2 separate regions of the Mus musculus genome follow, and region 2 is linked to region 1. A link is a contact called in public promoter capture Hi-C data. All regions are on one chromosome and are shown on one strand. Each heading gives the region's core, a stretch centred on a gene start, on an enhancer-like site or on the middle of the called end of the contact. The rest is flanking DNA. Distances are from core to core; before and after follow the strand shown.

Region 1 (6,685 bases), core at 1,198-3,697:
TTTGTACTCATATTGACTACAGGTATTTGAGCCTAAAAAAAAAAAATCTTAAAACCAAATTAGAATTACTGAGAAAATGAGTAATGGATACCTTACCCATTATTTATGAACTACAATTAGTATTAATGGCCTACAAACAGATTAACTCGAACAGTCCATACCTTACACGAGAAGCTCCGACTTGGGATGTTTCTTGCTAATCCTGCTATCCTGGGTTTATTCTGCAGACACTTGGTTAGGTGGTACTTTTTCAATCTTACTCTACTGTAATAAGGACCAGCGACGTTACGGTAACTCTGTTTCTGCATGCAGTTCCCAAGATGAGGAATACTATGCTTCAAAGCTCGGAGAGAGAATTTGGCCGTCTGCAGCATGGTGGCAAAGTCCCTGGTTTTTGCTCCCTTAGGGGCTGCCAGCACGTGGATGATTTCATACGTATAATTATACAGTCATGGGATCTTAGTGCATTTGAGGTCCCCACATCTCATCCCTCCCCTGTGGCGTCATGAGCCCCTTAGGTTACCAATTACTGTAGACATCTGATAACTTAGGTTAAACACGTTTAAAACCTTGTATGCGTTAAGTTCATTCAGATCATACTTCTTGGCAGGCGGGACTTAATAAACACGTCATCTGTAAAGTCAGTTTTCCTAGGGACAAGCTAAGCAGCAGTGACTCTGGAGAACGTATGGACAAACTAAAACAAAACAAAACAAAACAAAACAGAAAACAAACAAAATAAAATAATTTGCAAATGAGTAAATGAACTTAATGGGAATCTCAGGTACTCAGAGGGGGTTCAAAAGCAAGATGGCTTTTATCTTACATAATTCTGGGCATATCATTGGGATGTGAAAGACAAATTAGAAAAAGCCTAAACCATGACATAAAAGGGGGATGCTTAGTTGTTGAGTGAGGCGAGGCGCCACATAGTTTTCACCTAGCTGTCTAGTTTAAGCTGCGTGTGCACTCGATGAGTGAGCTAGAGCTGGTCATTGTCCAGGTGGCCCAACTGTGGCTCTGGGGAGCTGGAGACACTCCCCCAACTCACTGATTCAGTGAACCGCCCAACTGACTGGCTCCTCCTCCTAGAGGAGCAATTGGATTTCACCATAAAAGGATAATGAATTAAAAACAACTGTAAGATGCACAAATAAAATGTCGAGTCATTTTTGGTTTCTTCTGGAAGGTAAAGATCATTTTAACTTCCATAACTACAGACCCAGGTTTAGGTCTTGGGCCTTGTACACTAACTGCATCTGGATTCAATTTTTTCACTTGTGGAACAGAAATTAACCATAGCACTTAATCTCTGCGGTTGTAGTTTTGTAACAAAACCAAACAATTTATTTTAAGAACTTAGTCCAAGTACCTGGCACATAGTAACCATTCAACAAAAGGTCGTTAATATTATTAGCATAGGGATAATTTAGCTATGCTAAACACTGTTGAGTGTAAAATGAGAGAAATCTTCTCTAACACGTTCCTTGGTAGCACAGAAACACTGCGTCAGTTTTGCCATAGATCCGACCAGCTATGACGCCCCCTCCCCCCCTTAATCTCTTATGTCGCAGCAAAATAATGGGCCAGTGGAGCAGTAGCCTAGAAGAAAAATGCTTTTAAATCGCTTAGTCTGTCCCCATAGCTCCAACCCATTCATCCACCATCTGCATTGAGAAGACCCTGTGCGAGGATAGGGAGACTGGTGGGGTAAGTAAGCAAATGGGTGCTCCCGGAGCACCTCCTCGTTTCCCGGTGCAACTGTGCATCCCGAACACGTCGTATTCACAGGACGTGAGGGAATGGTACGGGTCAGAACGTACAGAAGAGACAGGGATCAAAAAAGGGACCAGGGAAGTGAGGAATGGCTGGAAGGTGGGCAGAGGAATTAGGAAAGGGGAACCATCAGCAACCCTTCCATACGTACGCAAATCGAAAGACAGCTGGACGAGCGAAGGTAGAGAAGACAAATACGAGAAACCGAAGCTCTCCAGAAGGAGCTGCAGTCACCTCAGCCTTGTCCAGCCGAAGCCAGCCTCCAGCACCCAGCAAGAAAGACAACCTACCTCGCGCCGCCCAGAGCTAGTTTGCAGCACGCCGGTCTACGTAACACCAACCCAGACCGATAGGGAAGCGCATTTCGCCATCTTTATTATGGCCAGTGGTGGGCTTTTTCTCTTCCTGAACTCACTCATCTTAGGAGACAACTGTATTTCGGTTTTCTGGTATTCCGGCGAGCAAGAGACAAAGTGAGGAAAAAAAGAAAACAGCGAGGAAAGCCCTGTCTGCAGCTATTCCACAGTCCCCTCCCACTCCGGCTCGCCCTCACTTAAGATGGCCACCAGAAAAAGTGGTGCAATGAAGCGACGCCGCTGCTTTGGTTGCCAAGGAGACGCTAATACCGGAAATGCGGAATTCGGGGAGGGTGCACGGAAGAGCTGTGGGCCAGAGGCCGGGCGTCACAGGTCCTGACAGGGAAGAAGTTGGCAGGTCCTGACTGGGGAGAGCCGTGGCGGACGCAACCTCCGGGTCCAGTCAGCTCTGGAGATGGAGTCGCAGGTCGCGGCCGCTGGGGCTGCAGAGACTGAGGCAGAGGCGGGCAAGCGTCCCGCGATGGGCAGTGCCAGCCAGGGCTCGCTGGTCTCGGCGCCCAAGGGGGCCGTCCGGTGGCAGCTTCTGCGACAGGTAAGGGCGAGCGCTCGCCTGCCCTGCCTGTGGCCACTCCCCTCGCAGGTAGCAGGCAGCCCGTTTGTCGGGAGCCAAGCGAGAAGCGCCCCCTTGCTCCTTCATCTCCGCTGTCCCGCTGTCCCACCAAAAATGGGAGAGACTCTGGCGGGGCTGGAGAGCGGGACAGCCAGAGCGAGCTCTCAGAAACTCAGAAAATCCTTGTGCTCGCCTGTCTGGTGGGTGGGACCGCCTGTCTTCTCCGTGTGCTGCTCTTCTTTCCCGCCCCCTTTCCATCCTTATTTTATTTTTTGCTTCTTAACTCCCAGCCTGGTCACCTGGGTGCACTTTTTGGTCCCACATCTCTGGAGATCCGTGAGGTTCACTAATGGGATGGGGATTCTGCACGCGTTTCCTGGTTTTGTATATGGGAGAGTAAAGGGAGAGAGGGAAACCTACTGCTTGCTCCTTTTCCCGCCACGTGAAACTAAGTTTGGAGTCATTATTGGGATACTCGCTGCCCAAGGTTTAGCAACGAATCCAGATACTTCAGTCTTCCAAACCGCTCCAGTGAAGGCTGCTGTGTTTATAAGTTTTCTTAGTCATTGTGACTCCTCACAGCAATAGGAAAGTAACTAAGACAGTGGCCGGGGGGCAATGAGTCCTTAGTCTGTTATTTTACTTAGTTATTGCTTTTTAACAACCACATGTCGTATGTCATGCAATGTCTGTGAACCACCTGGTAGTCTCTTGATAAAACCTGAGTGGTTTACGGTTGTGTACCTGGTCTATATACCCATAGTTCTCAGAGTTGGCTGGCATGTTCTCCCAGTTATGGTAGAGTGTATAAGAGCAAGAGGCACATTTCAAATCCCTGCTTACATGATGTCTGTTAATATGCTATGTTACTTAGCTTCTATTATTACTGTGATAAAAATGCTAGGCAATGCAATTTAAGAAAGGAAGGGTATGTATTGGCACACAGTTTGACGGTACAGACTTTAGTAGGAAAAATCAAGGCTCAGGATCCTGGAGCATTGTGTGAGCAGTCAGGAAGAACAGAGCGATGGATGAATATGAGTTAGTTCCAGTTCTCCTTTTTATTTAGTTCAAGACTCAGTGTGTGATGTGGCGATACCACATTGAGTGTGTCTCCTCTCAGTGACTGTAGTTAGGAAAATCCATTACACACATACCAAGAGGTTAACCTAGTGTAGATAACCCTTCCTAGACAGGTGGAGACTTTCGGTTCCTCCAGTTCTTGTCAAGTTGATAATCACTATGAGCCGTCTCATAAACCGTTAGCTAAAGGAAGATGCATGGCCAAGCCAAAATTCACAGTGTAAGAGGTAAGACTTTATTTTTAAATTTTTTTAGGTGTGTCTTAGGGTTTCTATTCCTGCACAAAACATCATGACCAAGAAGCAAGTTGGGGAGGAAAGGGTTTATTCAGCTTACACTTCCAAATTGCTGTTCATTACCAAAAGAAGTCAGGACAGGAACTCACACAGGGTAGGAACTTGGAGGCAGGAGCTGATGCAGAGGCCATGGAGGGGTACTGCTTTCTGGCTTGCTTCCCCTGGCTTGCTAAGCTTGCTCTTTTACAGAATCCAAGACTACCAGCCCAGGGATGGCACCACCCACAAGGGGCCCTCCCCTGCTTCATCACTAATTGAGAAAATGCCTTACAGCTGGATCTCATGGAGGCATTTCCTTAAGGAAGGCTCCTTTCTCTGTAATAACTCCAGCTTGTGTGAAGCTGACACATACAACCAGCCAGTACAACATGTCAGGGAAAAAGTGATTTTTTTTTCTGTAATAATTCAGTTGATTACCACAGGCTAAACATGTGTGGGCTTTTCATAAGTGTTTAAAGTGGCTAAACGATTCATGCATGTTTCATCTGTGTTCAGAAGCAGAAAGCTTGAAGAGTCTGATCAAGGCTAGGACTTTGTGATTCTGGTTGGCAGTGTTACTCAGTGCTATGACACTTTGCATGTGCAAAGCCAAGGTTTTGATCTCTATTACGGGGGGGGGGGGTCGAGAGGTTCTTTCTCTTGTGTCACACTTGAATGATTGGTGTTTATTTTTGCAACTCCCCAATTCTGTCTTCCTGTACTCCTCAGGATTCCAGTGGTGCCTCATGGCTCTTTTTGTTAACTAAGGCTTTCTCTGGAACTCATATTTTTGAGAGATAACCTGTATGACTTGTACATTATTGTTTCCAGATTATGTGATAAATTGTTGACTTTTGATTCTAGCGCCTCCCCTAATTAGGTGAGATCTAGAAGCCCGTGTGTGTGAGGACTAGCTAAAGAAGGAACAGGCATCTTGTCTTCCTTTTGGTTGAGTCTCATCTGATAACGGTGACGGTTACTTGCAACTTCAGTCTTTCCACATTCATCCACTTAGGGATCCTGAGGAAAGGATCTAGTTTCCTTAAGAAATAATTTCTTTCAAATGACTCTGGTAGACCACATTTGGGCCAATTGCTGTGCCCAACAGAATGAAGCTATTTGGCTAACCTGGGTCATCAACCTGCTTGACAATCCCAGCAGAATTACATAAAGAAGAGGCATGCACACACAAACTCACAGACGCCTCTAGGATGAAATAGTTACCTAGGGGCGGAATACTTGGCTGAAGAATCTGGTTAATGAAGTATCTCATATCTCATAGTGCTATTTACGGCAGGATGCTCTGTGTTAGACTGTCAGTGCTGAGGCCCTTGACTGTTATCAGTTTTTCATTGTAAGCAAAAGGCCTGAGGGTCAGCTTCTTCCCCACCTCTGCTTAAAATGAAGTCTTTCCATCTTCTAGTCTCAGTTTTTGGAGTAGTCTCTGATAACCCTTTAAATGTCACTGGAATCTCTAGTGACTTTCTATGTTCACCTCTAATTTTTATAATTCAAGTCTTCATTGTTTCCTAGTGCTTTTAGATTTTTTTTTAAAAAAAGATTTATTTATTTATTATATGTAAGTACACTGTAGCTGTCTTCAGACTCACCAGATCTCATTACAGATGGTTGTGAGCCACCATGTGGTTGCTGGGATTTGAACTCTGGACCTTCGGAAGAACAGTCAGTGCTCTTAACTGCTAAGCCATCTCTCCAGCCCTTAGGTTTTTTTTTTTTTTTTTTTTTTAAGACTTAATTTTTAATTATTTGTACCTGAGAGGAGGAGGGCTGTGTTCAAGAATACAGGTGTCAGAAGCAGGCATCAGCTCCCTTGGAAGAGTGTGTTACAGGTCGTTACAGGAAACTGAACCTCTTCCTACGTTCTTAACCTCTGGGCCATCTCTTCTGCCCCTGGATTATCATTGCTTGTTTAAGACCCTGAGTCATAAAAATCTCACATGGAGAAGGGAAAGTGGACACAAAGTCCTACCCTAACCAAAAAGCTGTCTGTAGTTGATACTTGCCGGGAGAGCAAAAGTCAGTTTTCTCCAGTGGATGTTCACTGGCTGTGGATGTCAGCCACACTCCAGACCAGGCCTCATGCCCAGAAGTAGTTGGCCAACAGGACTCCATGAAAGGGGAAAGGGGAAAGTGAAAATACACAGTATGAAAAAAAAATCTTCAAAGAAAAGAGTCTTAGAAAAAGAGAAATTCCTAAAAAGCAATATATACTTACCTCAGTTGGCCCAAATATGTTCTTTTAAAAGAATTATTGAACTGTATATACTCAGAATTCAGTAATTATCATAGAACTGGAAAATCATTATATTGATTACATTATTTGTAATTAAACTATATATCAAAGACCTTGAGTTGCATCATTTATTTATTTGATTTTTAAAAATTTATTTTAGCTTAGTTTTTTGAGACAGGTTTCACTATGTTGCTCTGGCTGTCCTAGAGCTCCCTATGTAGACCATGCTGGCCTCAAATTCACAGAGATCTGCCAGCCTCTGCCTCCCAAGAACTGGCATTAAAGGTGTATGCCAGTACGTTCTTTTTGTTTGTTTGTTTTTAATGTAAGCACCCATAGCTGCTTTAGCTGTTATCTCAAGGTTCTAGAG
Region 2 (6,063 bases), core at 3,226-5,725, 2.2 Mb after region 1:
AATCTGAGTCTCTTCACCTTAGCCTCAGGCAGACTCTTCACATAAGGGCAAAAAGAAGTCACTTCTTCACCAAAACACCACAAGAACAGTCTTTACACCACATACTGAAATTCTCCACTGAAACCTCTCGGGCCAGGTCTGCACAATTGAAATCACTCTCAGTAATGAAGCCTTCCATATTCCTACTAGGATAGCCCATTAAACCCCATTTAAAGCGTTCTATTGCTTTCCAAATCCAAAGTTCCAAAATCCACATTCTTCTAAACAAAAGCACGGCCAGGCCTATCTCAGCAATACCCCAGTCCCTGGAACCAATTTTGTCTTAGGGTTTTACTGCTGTGAACAGACACCATGACCAAAGCAAGTCTTATAAAAGACAACATTAATTGGGCTGGCTTTCAGGTTCAGAGGTTCAGTCCATCAAGATGCAGGGCAGCATCTAGGCAGGCATGATGCAGGCAGAGCTGAGAGTTCTACATCTTCATCTGAAGGCTGCTAATGGAAGACTCACTTCCAGGCAGTTAGGGCTAGGGAATTAAAGCCCAAGTCCACCGTGACACACCCACTCCAACGGGGCCACACCTTCTAATGATGCCACTCCCTGGCCTGAGCATATACAAACCATCACAAAGGAGTAATTTTCAAGGTGCTCAAACGCAGTATCTAGCCTGACTACTGTGCAATGACATTATGCAATCTATCACGCTGCATAAGGTTTCTAATAGATTCAATGAAAAAAAAAAAAAAAAAAAGCAGGCAGTAAGTCTACCCATAATTCACTGCTGCAAAGTAAATCTATACACATATACAAGTATGCCTCTAACCCTCATCTCTGTCTCTCCTACCTGAGCACTGGGATTACTGGCAGCTGCACACATACCTGACATTTATGTGGGTGCTGGGTATGGGAACTCCAGTCCTCAAGCTGCATGCAATTTACCCACTGGGCCAGTCAGGGCTACATAATGAAATCCTATCTAAAAAAACAAAACAACCAAACCAAAAACAAAACAAACAAAAAACCTACTATAAATGACTTTTTCCATATATGTATGTAATCCCTACCATAATTCTAATACTCAATGGCAGTTTCTAGCTAACATTTACCTCCAGATAATTCAAGAGTTAGAAACCACACTTCCAACTTAAGAAGCAAGCATCTAGACCCTGCCAAGGTTGTACCAGGAACAGAGAACATGTTCTCAAGTTATTCCTAGTAGTGCCTACTATGCTGATGTCACTTAACCCAGGCCAGAGCAGAATAACTTATTCTGGGCCCACATCTTAGGAGTGTGGGGGTAGGAAGGACCAGAAATGGGATCCAGTCCTCCCTAACCCTCGGACTCAATTATCTTCAGTGTCTTCTCCCCTTGGCTTTTGTTGTTTTACTGTTTTAAAACAGGCTGTCACTATACAACTCATGCTGGCTTAACTACAGTCATCTATATTCACCTTCCAAGTGCTGTGATGCAGGCATGTGCCACCCTGAGCCTGGCTTCTATGTTCTTCCAGTGTTTTTGGTTCTTGGCTTCTGGACTGGAATAGGAAGACATTCTCAGTACAGGGCACCTGCCTGGTGTCTAGACTACTGGTTCACAACTTGTGTGTCCTGTGGGTCATGGTCCTTGGTGGACTAGAGGGATAACCACAGATACACAGCTAAGATTTAAAAAGAAAAGGGAAAAAAAAATGTGCATGCTGAGGAAGGGACAGTGTGCTTGAGTGTGACAGCCACACTGATGTCACGTGTCTTGTTTAGTTGTTTTCTACTTCTATATCGAGAGGCAAGGTCTACAGCCTGCAGCCACATTCTGATGTCAGTGTAATTGGGGAGGGGGGCACCTTGGAGCTGTCTACTGAAACCATGGCGCCTTTCCTCGAAGAACATGGTTGGCTCCAGCTGGGATGTGTACCTGTGGCATGTTTTAAACTGATGTAATAGCAGACCTTGACCCAAGTGGTTAATAAGCACAGGAACTTTGAGTTCAGGTTAGCCTCTCTTCAGTATAAAAGCCAAGAACCTCTGAGCTTGCGTCGTCGGCAAGTTCCCAACATGAAAGCTCAAGAAATACCAGCTCCAGGAAGTCAGAAGGAATCCCACAAAGCACGGGGACGACAAGAGGCAGGGCCTGCCACTTGCCAGATTCAACTGTTCCCAGTCAAAAAGGACACATTGCATCATCCACACTCCAGTTACTTAGTTCAAGGCCATGGGCACAAGGCCTGGAAAGATAAGCCCCAAGGGTTCCCTGGCTCACTCACCTTCAGGAAACGGCAAAGGCCAAGCTAGAGAAAAACCCAACTAAGGGAGAGGCTGACAACTGACTTCCCTTTTCTAAAGACCCCCATGTACAGAGACTCTTCTTGATGGGCCTGGAGTCTTAGAAACTTGACTATCTTATGTTGACTACTTATATATTCTTGACTGAAAGGCTGTTGCTCATCCTTTGGAGAAGGTCATCTTCAACAGAATGAGCAACTCTGGGAGAGACACACACAGCAACGAAAGAGGAAAAGGATATTGCTAAGCTCAGCAGACCACCACCACTAACCCTGTCGGTATGATCAGTGGGGTATGATCGGCGGCGGCAAGCAGATCGTCTGGAAACCAGAGAGGGCTGTAGAAAACAATCAGGGCCTTAGCATGAGTCTGACAGGGCAATGCTGACCTGCCTCAGAGCCTTGACTCCAACAGGGCTCCTCTCACTGCTCCGGACGCCTCTGTTGCCACTGTGTCTGGTCATTCCTCCTAGGCCCGGTTCAGATGAGACGTAAAGACTCTTGTGGTTAACACCCCTTGCTTCCTTGTCTGTTTCTTCCTTCCTATCTTTCCTTCTCCTCTTTCCAAAGGTCAGGATCTGTGTTCTCTCATTTGTGAACTGAACAACGCTGAGCTGGCGTGGGACGTGGTCAGAATGGGGTGAGAAGAAACACAGTACTTAAGTCTCTATCTCAGAGGCCCTGGCCTAAGGCTGAGCTCTCCCTTTGCAGCACTCCTGCCCACCCTTCCTTCCCACTGGGCCATTATTCCTATCAGGGAGTGGGCTTTCCTCCTAGCAGCTGTTGGCAGCCTTCAGAGGCTCTTAGTTGGGAATTTACATTCAAAGCAATCACATTTGACAACACCCCAGACATCCTGTTACACGGAGCCAAGGCCAACTGACTAGTGCTTCCTAGTTGTAGTCATCTCCATGCTCTTGAAGTCCAAGTAACCAGCAAGTTTCTGGGTTACAGAAAGCCCCCACATGGGCTGAGGTTGAAAACTTGTCCTGAATAGGCTGGTGTTTAATAGTCTGGTCCATTTGTTCACTGGGGGATTCCAAAGGAATGCCATGCTACCCTTATAACTAACATTTAACTAAGAGCCTAGTTACATAGGGAGAGCAGAGCTGTGAAGGCTGTGAGAACAGTCAGACGCCTCTCGACAGCAAAACACAGGTCACTAAAGAGGCACTCCAGGGGTATCACACACACCCCCATCCACAGAAAGCATGAGAAGAAATATTTCAACCCAAAGCAAAGCACGCCCCTCCATATGGCAGTGAACACCTAAACATGACTTAAGTCCAATCCAGAATATTCAGATGAGGAGGGGCAGGTCTTGAGTAAAGTACAAAGACAGTGAGTGAGTCACAACAGGCATTGCAGGAAGGAAAGAAGAGCTTGGAAGGGCAATGAGAATCCACAGAAGGACCTGGGAATGGGGCAGGGTGGCTGAGCGTGTCTCTACCTCCCCTGTACTGGACACGTTGAGGAGGGTCAATCAATATTAAAGGAGCAGAAAAGAGAGCTGATTGCTAAGGCAAGGTGTCTGGAAAAGTGAGAGTTTTGAATAGGTTCAATGTATTTGATGAGTGTAGGTAAGAGTGACGCCCAGGCCTCTGGTTTGGGCATATGTGTGGATGGAGGTGCCATGTCCCAGAAAGGGAAAACGAGACAAACGAGCATCCCTTGTCTACCTAACCTCCTAGGCTCAAACTAGCCAACCCTGTCGAGACAACAGGACCTGTGGGTCTGCCCCGAGGAAGGTGGGGGAGCCAGAGGCAGATGGAGTAACGCCTGAGACCCGCGTGCTTCCAGGCCAGCCAGGGTCCGTGTCCAGCCCACACAGCTGGCCCTACAGCCTAGTACTGAGACTCCCAGCAATGGGGTGAGCGCAAACAACAGCGCGGTGCTCAGCCGGGCAGACACGTCTGGCCCCCGAAACCCTCTCGGAAGACAGGCTGCCTCCGTGGGCCACAGGTCCCGCTGCGCCCTGAAGGTCCGCATCCTCCACCCCGCCACCCGGGCCTCCCATTCTCGAGCCCCAGGCCGACCGACCTCTGCCCCGAGGGTCAGGCCTCCGGCCCGTGGGTTCGCTCACCCCGATAATCCCCGACGCAGTCGCGAAGCACTCCAACGTGAACCTTGCCAGCTGCCGTCCCTGGGACGCTTTTCTCCGCACGCCGGTCCCGCCCCTCGCCCAGCCGCGCACGCGCACAGCCTCCCGCCCGCCCACCAACGCTGCCGGCCCCGCCCCCTGTGCGACCCGATCCAGTGGATCCACGTGTCCCCTGTGGCTGGCGCGGCCAGACCCGCCTCCCGAGGGCGACACCCTACTGCTAGGGCCCTGGGGAGGCCAAGAGGCGAGCTGGTTGCTAGGCAAACCTGAGGCTCCGGAACGTGGCTCACCGTGGGTTGTGGGCTGCAGGATCCGGAGGAGGCGGACTCCGAAGCTGGCCAGCCTCACCTTCTCTATACTTTGACGGATATCCTTGCTTCCACTACAAACTGAGAGAGTAAAACCCCTAACTCCTGTCCCAGTGAGGCAGCCGGTACTTCTCGGGGATCCTGCGTTTCCAAGACTGACCTGCTTCCATTTTCTTTTTGCTCCATTCCCTGAGCCGCAGCCTCAAGATCCAGCTAGTAAAGTTCCTGAAATCGTCTGGTTTTGTTGTTTTCTTTGAGAGAAGACAATATATTTAAAAAAAAAAAAAAAAAAAAGGATCCTGCCCTTTGATATTAACAAAATTGTCTTTCAGTGAATGTGTATAGATACAGATAGATATATGAGCTTAGGACTGTACATTTTAAAATTCCTTCTCTCCTTTGTATCTTTGAAGATACATAATCGTATTTTTTTTAGATGCACCTACATCAAAGATGGAGAGAGATTATATCAAAGCCCACCCCCACCCCCTCTTCCTTGTAGCCTTGAAAATTGCCCAACAGCACCGTTTTTGTCTCTTTGTCCCACTTTCCAAGATTAAGATTTCAACATTATCCATAGGGAGAGAAAGCCTCTTTCAAGAGTCCCTAAGATATTGCATCTCATTCCATCTCATTCTGAAGGTTAGATTAATTTGGTCCAGTTCATTCTGGGTACCCTGTAGTTGACTGCATTGTACCTACGATCCTTTGTCCTGGGAGCTACAAATGCAGGCAGTTTATGAAGCTCAGTAAGTAGAGACTGGACCGAGGGTAGCCTGGAGCATTCTTCACCTCACACCTCCTAGACTTTTTGTTTTGTTGCTGATTTGGTGTTTTGATTTTTCGAGACAGGATCTCTCAGTGTAGCCCTGGCTGTTCTGGAACTTGCTCTGTAGACCGGGCTGCCCGCAGACTCAGATCCATCTGCTTCTGTCTCCCAAGTGCTGGGATTAAAGGTGTGTGCCACCACTGCCCTGCTCAGACTTTTTTCTAATAAGCACTTGCCACCAAGCCAGATACTCCACCTTCTCTGTGGATGCTAGCTTTTGTCATCTTTCTCTTTCTACTGGATCATTCTTACCTGCATAGATGCTTGCCCTCTGGTTCTTTCCTACAATGCTATTGAAATGGCCATCTCCATGCAAACCAGGTCTCTTCTGACTTGCTTATTCCTCGAAGTCAAACATGGCTCCCATTGTCTCCTTTGTTTGAATGCTGTGGAGGTGGGTTTGAGTTCTGCTATGCTCAAGCTATGCTCAGTGTGACACACAGTCTCCTGCTGCCTGCTGATCAAGATGCAGAACTCTCAGCTCCTTCTCCAGCACCATGTCTGCCTAGATGCTGCCATGCTTCCCACCTTGATGATAATGGACT

What was found. Promoter capture Hi-C pulls out the DNA fragments that hold promoters and counts their contacts.
Region 2: a contact with region 1 is called in a promoter capture Hi-C map of pre-B cells, with 6 times the contacts expected there. The contact joins the promoter of Mcfd2 here to the promoter of Camkmt in region 1.

The regions. Positions count from the first base shown.
Region 1 is chr17:85,088,179-85,094,863 of GRCm38.p6, forward strand. It overlaps Camkmt (calmodulin-lysine N-methyltransferase), which reads left to right and starts at 2,448. Exons shown (of 11, transcript NM_028576.3): 1 at 2,448-2,685. The coding sequence starts at 2,548. Prepl (prolyl endopeptidase-like) reads right to left here and starts at 2,089. Exons shown (of 15, transcript NM_001163622.1): 1 at 1,928-2,089; 2 at 162-697. The coding sequence starts at 374.
Region 2 is chr17:87,261,472-87,267,534 of GRCm38.p6, forward strand. It overlaps Mcfd2 (multiple coagulation factor deficiency 2), which reads right to left and starts at 4,476. Exons shown (of 4, transcript NM_139295.3): 1 at 4,364-4,476.